Linked DNA regions of Rattus norvegicus: region 2 is linked to region 1. A link is a contact called in public Hi-C data. All regions are on one chromosome and are shown on one strand. The core of a region is the stretch at or near the end of the contact, and the rest is flanking DNA. Distances in the headings are between cores, read along the strand shown.

Evidence for each region. A called contact is a pair of places that touch in the nucleus more often than the background predicts.
Region 2: a contact with region 1 is called in a Hi-C map of Schwann cells, with 12 times the contacts expected there. The contact joins two enhancer-like sites. A contact is called at or near these places in 12 of 12 Hi-C or Micro-C datasets (the A7r5 cell line, the Rat2 cell line, Schwann cells and 7 more) and 1 of 1 datasets of contacts at active chromatin or transcription factors (oligodendrocytes).

Annotation. Positions count from the first base shown.
Region 1 is chr14:83,347,576-83,352,381 of GRCr8, reverse strand. No RefSeq gene overlaps it. Among named protein-coding and RNA genes, the nearest start is that of Lif, 8.2 kb to the left of the region's middle. Within about 2 kb of position 2,246, at least 22 of the 93 cell types and tissues checked have an H3K27ac peak or open chromatin away from gene starts, as enhancers often do. A contact at or near this core is called in Schwann cells, where this site is marked.
Region 2 is chr14:83,504,158-83,508,963 of GRCr8, reverse strand. Hormad2 (HORMA domain containing 2) reads left to right here. Exons shown (of 11, transcript NM_001401619.1): 5 at 282-318; 6 at 3,172-3,192; 7 at 3,863-3,889. Among named protein-coding and RNA genes, the nearest start is that of Hormad2, 17 kb to the left of the region's middle. Within about 2 kb of position 2,458, at least 4 of the 93 cell types and tissues checked have an H3K27ac peak or open chromatin away from gene starts, as enhancers often do. A contact at or near this core is called in Schwann cells, where this site is marked.

The sequences.
Region 1 (4,806 bases), core at 997-3,496:
TGCATGCGCGGTGTCAGTGTTGAGTCTGTGTTCATCAGTGTCTGGCCCTGTTGTGCAAGTGTATGTATTTGATTAGAGTGTTTGTGTGTATGTGTGGCTAAGACAGAGCTCAACTTCCCAAGTCCTCCCCCCACCCCGTGTGTGTGTGTGTGTGTGTGTGTGTGTGTGTCCATGCCTGTGTGAGCCTGTGTGGGTCTGGGTAGTAGACAGACATGACCCTGTGCATGTATGTGCCCATGTGTGTTTCTGCCTCTCACTGTCTGGCCCCTGTCCCTGGGAATCATAGGGCAGCCTCGTGTCATGAGGGCCACCGGCAGCTGGTTCCTTCCCCGCCCTACCCCTCCCACCCCGGCCACCCTGGATTTTTGGCACAGGGACAATGCTGATGTCAGAGCCGAGCTGTCAGCTTCCTTTCCCCACTGGGTTTTCCGAGAGAGAGAGAGAGAGAGAGAGAGAGAGAGAGAGAGAGAGAGAGAGAGACTGACTGTAGCACAGCTGCTATTAAATAACCACGAGTGTGTGTGTAAGGGGTGGGGGTGGGGGGTACTCATCGGTTTCCTGAACTTGGAGGCAATAAACAGAACAGGAAGCAACAGTGGACAGACACACAGGAAGCTGGAAGTTGGCCGCGGAGGTAGGGCCTGGCCTCATCTCTGTCCCCTCTTCTAGTCAAACTCACTAGGGCCACCTAACTGGACCAAGAGGTGACACTGGGGAGGTGGTCCAAGCCCTGTCTCAATGCTTGGTGCCAGGAAGACTTGAAAAAAGATCCCTCCCCCGCCAAGGATGTTAGGAAGGGGACATGTGAGGGAGAGAAAGAATGAAGGGTCCCATCCTGAGTGAGAATGGAGGAAGGGTTCCATCGTGAAATGAGGGTGGGAGAAAGACTCCTCAGGGCGAACTGTCTACTTTCTGGGAAGAAAAGAGTAAGTTTTGGACTCCTCAGGGACAGAAGCAGTTTGAGTTGCTGGGACAGTGGGACACAGCCAAGACTGGCTACCCTGTCAGGAAGCACAGCTTGGCTCTACTCTCACACCAGTCCTATACCCTGGAGCCTCTGCAGGCCTTCCAGGTCACAAGTCGGCATACCCACCAGCCTCAGGACCCCTCCCACTCCAAAAAGAGCATGCAGAATGCCCAAAAGACGTCCTAAGGACTCCAGCCCCACTCCCATTTCTCCTCTGACACACTTGGAAACTGAACTTGGGAGTTGAATTGTTCAGGGTCACAAAGGGTGCAAAGTTCTGCGTCCCTACCCCAGTCCACCCTCTCCGAAATAGGCCCAGGAAGTCTAATGGGTAGTTGGGGCAACTAGGAGATGCTCAGGGCAGTAAGATCTATCAGGGGCTCTGGGGCCAGTCATCCCAGGGGAGCACCCCCTTCTGCCTAGGTAGGCCAGGTGGCCAGCGCTTATCAGCCACAGGGCTCCATGACAAAAATCCGCTCTGATCTCCTGCCTAACTGGCCTCACCCTACCGCACCCCTGCATCCTGCTTCCGTTCCCTCTCTTTCCAGGTGAGACCTGTGCCTGGCATTTATCACAGTGGGTTCTGTGAGTCCCTCAGCTGTGGCATCTCCCCTGCGAAGACTTGAACCTGCAGACTGATAGGTGAAGACCGTCTTAGAGGGAAGATGGTTTTCTTTAACCTTAGCACCCCACCCCCACCAGACACAGACTCCTTGTCTATCTTTCCAAGCAGAGTGTGACTGTTAGCTGGAACAGAGGGGCCATGGACCCTGGAGTCTGTCAGACCTCCCTCAGATTCAGCTTTAGCTCTGTCACTTACAAGCCCTACCACCCAAGGCAGGTGGCTTCATCACTTAAACCTCAGTTACAATGTGTGCAAAATTGGTAACAGCGCCTTCAATCATAAGTTGGCAAAGCCACAGATACACCTTTATTACGGACACCTTTATCCGATACAGCTTCAAAGGTAAGACCCAGAGAGGGGATGCCACTTTCCCAAAGCCACACAGCAAGTCAGTAATCATATGTCCCGATGCTTGTCCTGGGCTGCCAAGGTGATGGGACTCCAGGTTTTCAAAACGAGTTTGCTTGTGAGGATTCAAAGAGGACTTATTCCTTGAAATCCCATTGCCTTGACTAGATCCAGTCATTGACTGTGGGGGTGTGGATGGGCTCCCTCAGTAACCTGGAAAACCGAGCTTAGGGTTCTTTGCCCTGTAAACGCTTAGCAGCTCCAAGCCCTGGTCAGCAGCGCCCCCTGCTGTCCAGAAGTAGCAGGTACAGTCGGCTCGCCGGCTCGCCGGCGCAGCCGGTACCAGTAGGAGGGTGGAGCTGTGTTGGCGGATTTGAGGAAGTGAGTGGGTGCCTGAGGTTCAGAATGGGGGTGGGCAGAGGCCATCCGCCAACACAGGGGAAGAAAGCTCCTCTTGAGGGCTTCCAGAGAAGCTTTGCCCTAACATCGGCAGGATGTAGCTCAAGAGATTGGCCACAAGGGGGTGCCAGAACCACATCTAGTGGTCAGTGAGGCACAGCCTTACCACGGTTCTGGGGGTAGCGGGTAGTGGCCTTTTCCTGGTCCCTGCTACCTGCTCCCACCTTGCCCTGACACTTCTTCCAGGCTATCCATTTTTCAGGGGGGCCACCCAGAGAAGGAAGATGAACTGCCTAAACTCACACAGCATGAACCAAATTCAACCCAGGGACACCTGGTTGTACAGACTGGTCACAGGCACCCCTTACTCCGTCCTGTCCCGGCACGGCATGACATGGACAGGATCCTGGGAACAATCTCCCATCTTTTTAGCAGCCCCTACCAGGTTTGGAGAAACAATGACAAGTTCGAGGTAAAGCCAGCCTCTCTTAATTTTGGATGCCAAGCCCCCAATGCAGGGCTCTACACAGACTTGATTTTTGTTTTCCTCTCTCTTTGTCACTGTCCTGGAGCTCGGATGCCCAGGTTCGAAGACCATCCAAGCTCTGATCTGGCTCAAGGTCAAAGGCAGACGAGTAATGACCTTGGCTGATCAAGCTCCCCAGGACACCCATGAAGGCCCCTGTAGACTGCTACAGCCTGTCATGGACAGGGACTGTCCTCAGACACTGCATCTATTGGAGGGTAAACGAGAGAGACCTCTGCAGGCTCAAAACTCACTGATCTGAAAATAAAGAAGGGAATCTGAAGTCCCTTGGGAATCCAGGAATCAAGACTACCTGTGGAATCAGGCTGACCCTACCACGATGGTAAAATGCAAGATTTGAACCCATGTGCTCTCTCCACTGTCCTTTACCCATCCTGTGAACTTTAACCCACAGGGCACTTTCACAGCTGGTCTTGCCAGCTTAGCCTGGACATCCTCCAAGAGAGTCTTCCAACCCTGTCTTACAACACATTCATTACAGATAAGGAGACAAAATCCTGGAGGGTTGTGTGGGCCAGCAGGTGCCCCTAATGCCCAGGGGAGCAATTGCTGGACCATCTACCCTCTTGAAGATAAGTGTGGGGAGCAGCGGTGCCCCTCCATACCACCCCTCAAGGGAATCCTACCGTGGTCTCGCAGCCCTCCACAGCTTGCACAGTTGTCCAGTCTTCAGGGCAACACCATCGTTGTTGGGCCCCTCTGCTTCCCTCTCCTGCTGAGACTTCTCTGGCGTTGGCTCCTCACCCTGCCCCCCACCTGACTTCCGTCTGAAGCTGGTGGCCTGAGGCTCCCCCCACTTCCACCCCACCCCCAAGCTGAGGACCAGAGAGGTAGACAGCCCACACCAGAGATGGAGCCCGACCCCAGGGTGGGAAAGGTGTTGCTGAGTTGCTGGTAGGAGAAACAGGGTTGGGTGTGGGGAGGGGGCGTCCCTGTACTTGATGCCCCTGGGCTGCGTGGCAAAGCCACTATGGCCTGAGTCACAGCTGACTGGGCCGCGCCTAGCCTGTCTGGGTGACCCAAGCCAGCATAAGGCAATGACTGGGCAGCTCTCCTCATGACCAGCTGGGGTCGACCTTAGGTGTTTTGACTCAGACCTGCCACGGGCTGTGTGCACAGCCACCATCCTCTCTGTCCCTGTCCCAAGAGCCTCAGGCCTATAGCTGCCCTTGTCCCACCCAGCCCCCACCTCATAACCCGGGGAGCTACCTGGCCCTTCTGATCTGCAATCAGCCCCAGGCTTCAGGGCCCCACCTGCTGTGGGACCTTCGGCCCTCCCTGGGCAAGCCCTGCCCTTGGGGACACTCCAGGAAGCAAGCTTTGTTGCTTGTGCTGAGGGCCTCTTGATCCACTGTGGACTGTGACCTTTTTCTTAGTGCTGCAAGGGGTTCTGTGGACTGCCCTGACGGGCCTGGTGTGGACAACCGGAAGATGATTGGGAACAGAGACTAAGAGAAGAGAGATACAGAAAAGAAAAAACAATAAGGGTGAGAGGGAGGGAGGGAGGGAAGGAGGAAAGTAGGGAAGGAGGGAGGGAGGGAGGGAAGGAGGAAAGTAGGGAAGGAGGGAGGGAGGGAGGGAAGGAGGAAAGTAGGGAAGGAGGAAGAGAGGGAGGGAAGGAGGGAGTGAGGGAGGGAAGGAGGAAAGTAGGGAAGGAGGGAGGGAGGGAGGGAAAGAGGAAAGTAGGGAAGGAGGAAGAGAGGGAGGGAAGGAGGGAGTGAGGGAGGGAAGGAAAAAAGAAAAGAAAAAAAGGAGAAGGTAAGGTATGAGGGGAGGGAGGGAAGGAGGGAGAGAAGGAGGCACTGTTTACAGTTTACAAACCTGCGTAGGACATACTAGCCTATAATTTCCCCAGGAAATCCCATCTTAGGGAAGTGAGCTCCAACAACACAGTGTGCAGAGAGAAAACTGTGGCTTGGC
Region 2 (4,806 bases), core at 1,209-3,708, 160 kb before region 1:
AAAAAAGTCCTGACTGCAATTGTTCACCACGCGCCTGTCTGTTTGCTAACACGTGGTGGTGGGAATGAAAGCGCACTTCTGCGCTTCAGAATGGCCTGTCCGTCACTTGTAATATTCTGTAGGTGTGGAAAGATGCTTGGGGTTCTAAAAGATGACAGAACAGGCAGAATGATTGCTAATTTATGTGCTTCAAGATAGAAGTGCAGCTAATTACGTACTTGGATTTATTTTTTTGGCTGTTCATATGGGCTATAGTGACACTGGATATTATTTCTTGACAGGATTCAAGGTTGTTTTGATGCTTTGGAAAAGAGATACGTAAGATTTTCGAAAATTTTCCTTAAGATTAAAGACTCATCTCCACTCTGTTTTGTAGTGCTCAGCAGTATAGCAGTGTATAGCCGTGTATAGCAGTGCATAGCCGTGTATAGCAGTGTATAGCAGTGCATAGTAGTGCATAGCAGTGCATAGCTGTGCATAGCCATGCATAGCAGTGCATAGCTGTGCATAGCCATGTATAGCAGTGTATAGCCGTGTATAGCCGTGTATAGCAGTGCATAGCAGTGCATAGCAGTGCCTGCCTTTGTATTCGTTTGTTGATTCTCTTCTAGTCTGTCTGTGTCGCCCACTGATGTCTTCCTGACATCAACTAGAAACGAAAGCTTCATCCCCTTTTTTATATACGCATATCACTTCTAACCACAGAATTTCCTCTGAAGTCACTGGACACGGTCCACAGGATGTGGGTTAAGGAAGACAAGAATCTGGTAGTTAGCACATTGAACATGTTCAAAATAGTGTTGATCAGTGTGTAGGTGGAAAAGAAGAAATAGTTAAATAATGGATTTTTACTCTGCTTTACTTTGTTAATTATAACTCCTGTGTTTAACTGTGAGCTTTAAAAGAACACAGCCCAGATTTTAAGTGCACATGATCTCTCATGCTTCAGTAGACATGAACGAAGAGCAAGAAAAATGAAGGGTCAAGGCCTGGCCAGAGAGATGAGATGCATTTAAAAGAAATTGCTGCTACTCTGCCCCTCCGCTTTTCCTGTGTCCTACCTGTCAGCTCTGCTTTAAGAAATGTTGCGGTGCAGAAGCTTTACATTGAATTATTTAATGTAGTCATATGTTCCCTCATTCCTTCCTACCCTTGGCGAACAGTTATTCACATTCATTCCATTTTGACCCAGGGGACAGAGGGATACAAAGATAAAACAAATCAGGGGAGGGCTTCTAGACCATGGCAGGAGGAGATTGCTGCTCATAGGGGAGCTAACGATTGCTAATTATACACGGGTTCAGTTGTAACTGTTGCTAAACCATTGCTTGTCTGTGGTCTGGGTTGAGAAGGAGGCACTGCAGGATGAATTTAGGCTTCTGGGCGGCAGCAGCAGGATGGATCAGCCTCTGAAGGACTGAACACCTTGGAACTTTTCATAAGCTCTTTATCGTTACACAAAAGGCACTTTTAGCAAGTTGATTTCCGCATAGCAGAACCTCTTATCTGATCTAGGAGTTGTGTGAAGGATGATTGCCTAAGCAGTTCTCAGCCACAGTTGACTTCCTGGTTTGCCTGGTATGTCTTAGGACTGGGTTATGCAAAGGCTTTGTGAATCCTTCAGAAGAGCAACTCCATAAATCTCAGCTAACAGCCATGATCAAGGCCATCCAGGCTATGTGACAAGACCCTATTTGTTTAAAGAAAGAGACAGGAAGAAAGGAAAGAAGGGAGGAAAGAAGGAAGAGAAGAAAAAAGCATGTCCCTGGTGGCACAAGCTTTTAATCCCAGCATTTAGGAAGTAGAGGCAGGTGGATCTCTGTGAGTTCCAGGCCAGTGTGGCCTACGCAGTGAGTTCCAGGACAGCCAGGACCGTTACACACACACACACACACACACACACACACACACACACACACACACACACAAAAACCAACCAAAGAAACAAAAGATAGTTTAAGTAAAACCAAGTTTGGAGTAGCGAGTGCCCTTGGAAGATGTTCTGTTGGAGAACATCTTACTAGTTGTGAAATTCTGGGTGCTTTATATTTTATGGTACAATTGAACTCTTTAAAGTAAGCACATATATTAAATAATTCTTACCGGAAGGAGCTATGTAACTTCCCTTATTCCTGCTCTTACCTCCCACAATTCCTGCTCATGTTCCACACGACATTCGCTCAGAAACCAAACGCTGATCGTGTTATTCTTAATGTCTAAGAATTTTCCAGGAATTTAAAAAAGGAATTCAAAGCCGTTTGCACGATCAAGCAGGCCTGAATGTCCTTACTGATTTTCTAAGCCACCCTCCCTCACTGCTCAGGCTGCGCGAAGACTCTATAGGGTGCCAGTTCCCTATATCTTTGCACAAAAAGCTCTGTCCAGACCCTGTGCCCATGGCCTGCCTGGCTCCAGACTGTCCTGTAGCTAAAGTTGTCCCTCCTTGAGGTTGTCCTGACACCGAGTGCTCTTCCTTCACAGCAGACCCTGAGTATAACGGTGCGGCCATGTGATCTTCTTAATGTTAGTCCCCCTTGCTAGTTGACATGCTTCTTGAGAGCAGTGCCCATACTCTTTTTTTTTTTAATGTATCAATAAACTATTAACATTTTCACTGTGTGGTCATAAAAATCAGTTATAAGGCAAAATAGCCACAAGGGGGCACTAACGTTTTAGTCAACTGCTACCGATATGGTCCTCACATTTTATACTTTAGGTTTGAGAATTTATCACAGCCTTGATTGTATCTATGTCTGTATATTCAGCATTATTTTTAGGGATGAGAGAACGTCTTTGTAGTTTTGTGGTATACAGAGAGGCATGAGTTTGTGAGATACGTCAGACTTTCTAATTTGTTGACCTTGCTCAGTGAGTTTCAAAAGGAGTACTTTTTAGGAATTCTTGTGGTATATTTAATTTTGACCAAAAATGAATTGTTTTGCATATCTTTTGATTCCCAAATTAGAAAATAACAACTTTTTTGATATTCTTCTTCTGTCCTAGTAAAGCCAGTGTTTGTAATAGAAATTGTCTGAATGAGTGAATAATTAGTTCCTTTTTCTGACCTGCTGAATATTTTCTCTGTGCCACAGTATTTTAACTAGTCTCTATCAGAAATGTCTGTGCTGTAGTACAAGCAAATAATAACAGCCGTTTTCTTTTCTCCTGAAGCTGCACATGGCGGTGTTAACAGTAAGTACACACTTGAAGACCAAGTCTCTGTCTCTACATTAACTTTTGGCAAGTAAAGCGTTTAAACAGAAATCCTTCCCTTCCTCCCTTCTTGAGATTTATAGCATTTTAGGATTGAAAAATTGGATATATCAGAGCTTTAATAAGAAATTATCAATGTTCAGTATATTTCCTTGGCATATATGTTATTATATGGGAGAACATAGAGATTAAACCATATTAACTCTTAGGATTTAAATATAATTTTAGAAATGAAACAGATTCAGAGTTTTTTTTTTTTTGTTTTGAAAGTTTTGTGGGCCTGTTTTTGAAGTTTTATATAGCCATGGGTATAAAATGAGGTTATAAAGTTGAGATACCATTGATAATATATATTAATTATTTAAGTATTTATGGCATAACAAGTTAAGAATTTATTTGCAGTTCAGTCATATTAATCACAGATACTTTACATCACTTATAAACTTCTTTATATTTAGTGTTCATAGAAAGTGCTAAAGATTCTGAGTTTTTAGTAGAGTAAGAGCTCATCCTATCTCTACCTTGACATATGCCTAGCTGATACTCAGTTAACAGAGCACAAATGGAACTCTTTGCAAAGACAGTGTACTCAATGAGCAGCAATCTGGTAAGTTTTGGAAATTAAGTGCTCTATTTTTCCCTTAAACAGCTTTACACAAATCCCAAGGAACCGGAGGTAAGATGGCAATGTATAGATGGCAGTGTATGCATACATGTATACTGTGTATAGATGGTAGTGTATGCATACATGTATACTGTGTATAGATGGCAGTGTATGCATACATGTATACTGTGTATAGATGGTAGTGTATGCATACATGTATACTGTGTATAGATGGCAGTGTATGCATACATGTATACTGTGTATAGATGGTAGTGTATGCATACATGTATACTGTGTATAGATGGTAGTGTATGCATACATGTATACTGTGTATAGATGGTAGTGTATGCATACATGTATACTGTGTATAGATGGTAGTGTATGCATACATGTATACTGTGTATAGATGGTAGTGTATGCATACATGTATACTGTATTTATGTATGTTTATCTGAGTTGAGGCTGTAGATTATGTTACTAGACTACCACATAAACAGAGCAATTCACTGTGAACTTTGTTTTATTATAAATGAGACCAGTTCTTTACTATGAGATTTTTTTTAGAAACTAGATTTTTTTTTTTTAAGAAACACTCCTATACAGTGTTTAAAAAAAAATAACCAAACAACACTGTTCATAACTGAGGCCATTCTATATGTCAGGATTAAGATTCTCCTAATCATAAATGTATAAAAGTAATCTTACTTATAATAATATTTATATTTATCAATATAAATATATAAATAATAAAAATTTGTGTATACTTAATGAAATATTTTTAATTATTTGTTTTATGGTCTTTTGGAAAAACAAAAGCTACAGCATTACTCAGCGGTCCTTGGCATGTGAGTGCTCTCAGGCGATGCTTTCAGAAGCTTTGAGAGCTTAAAATCTCTACCCTCATCTTTCGAGTCCTGGACTTGCTCAGTGACTCCTGCACCTTGCTGCTTTTCAGATCTTTGTGAAATCCTCTGTGGATCCTCACTGGC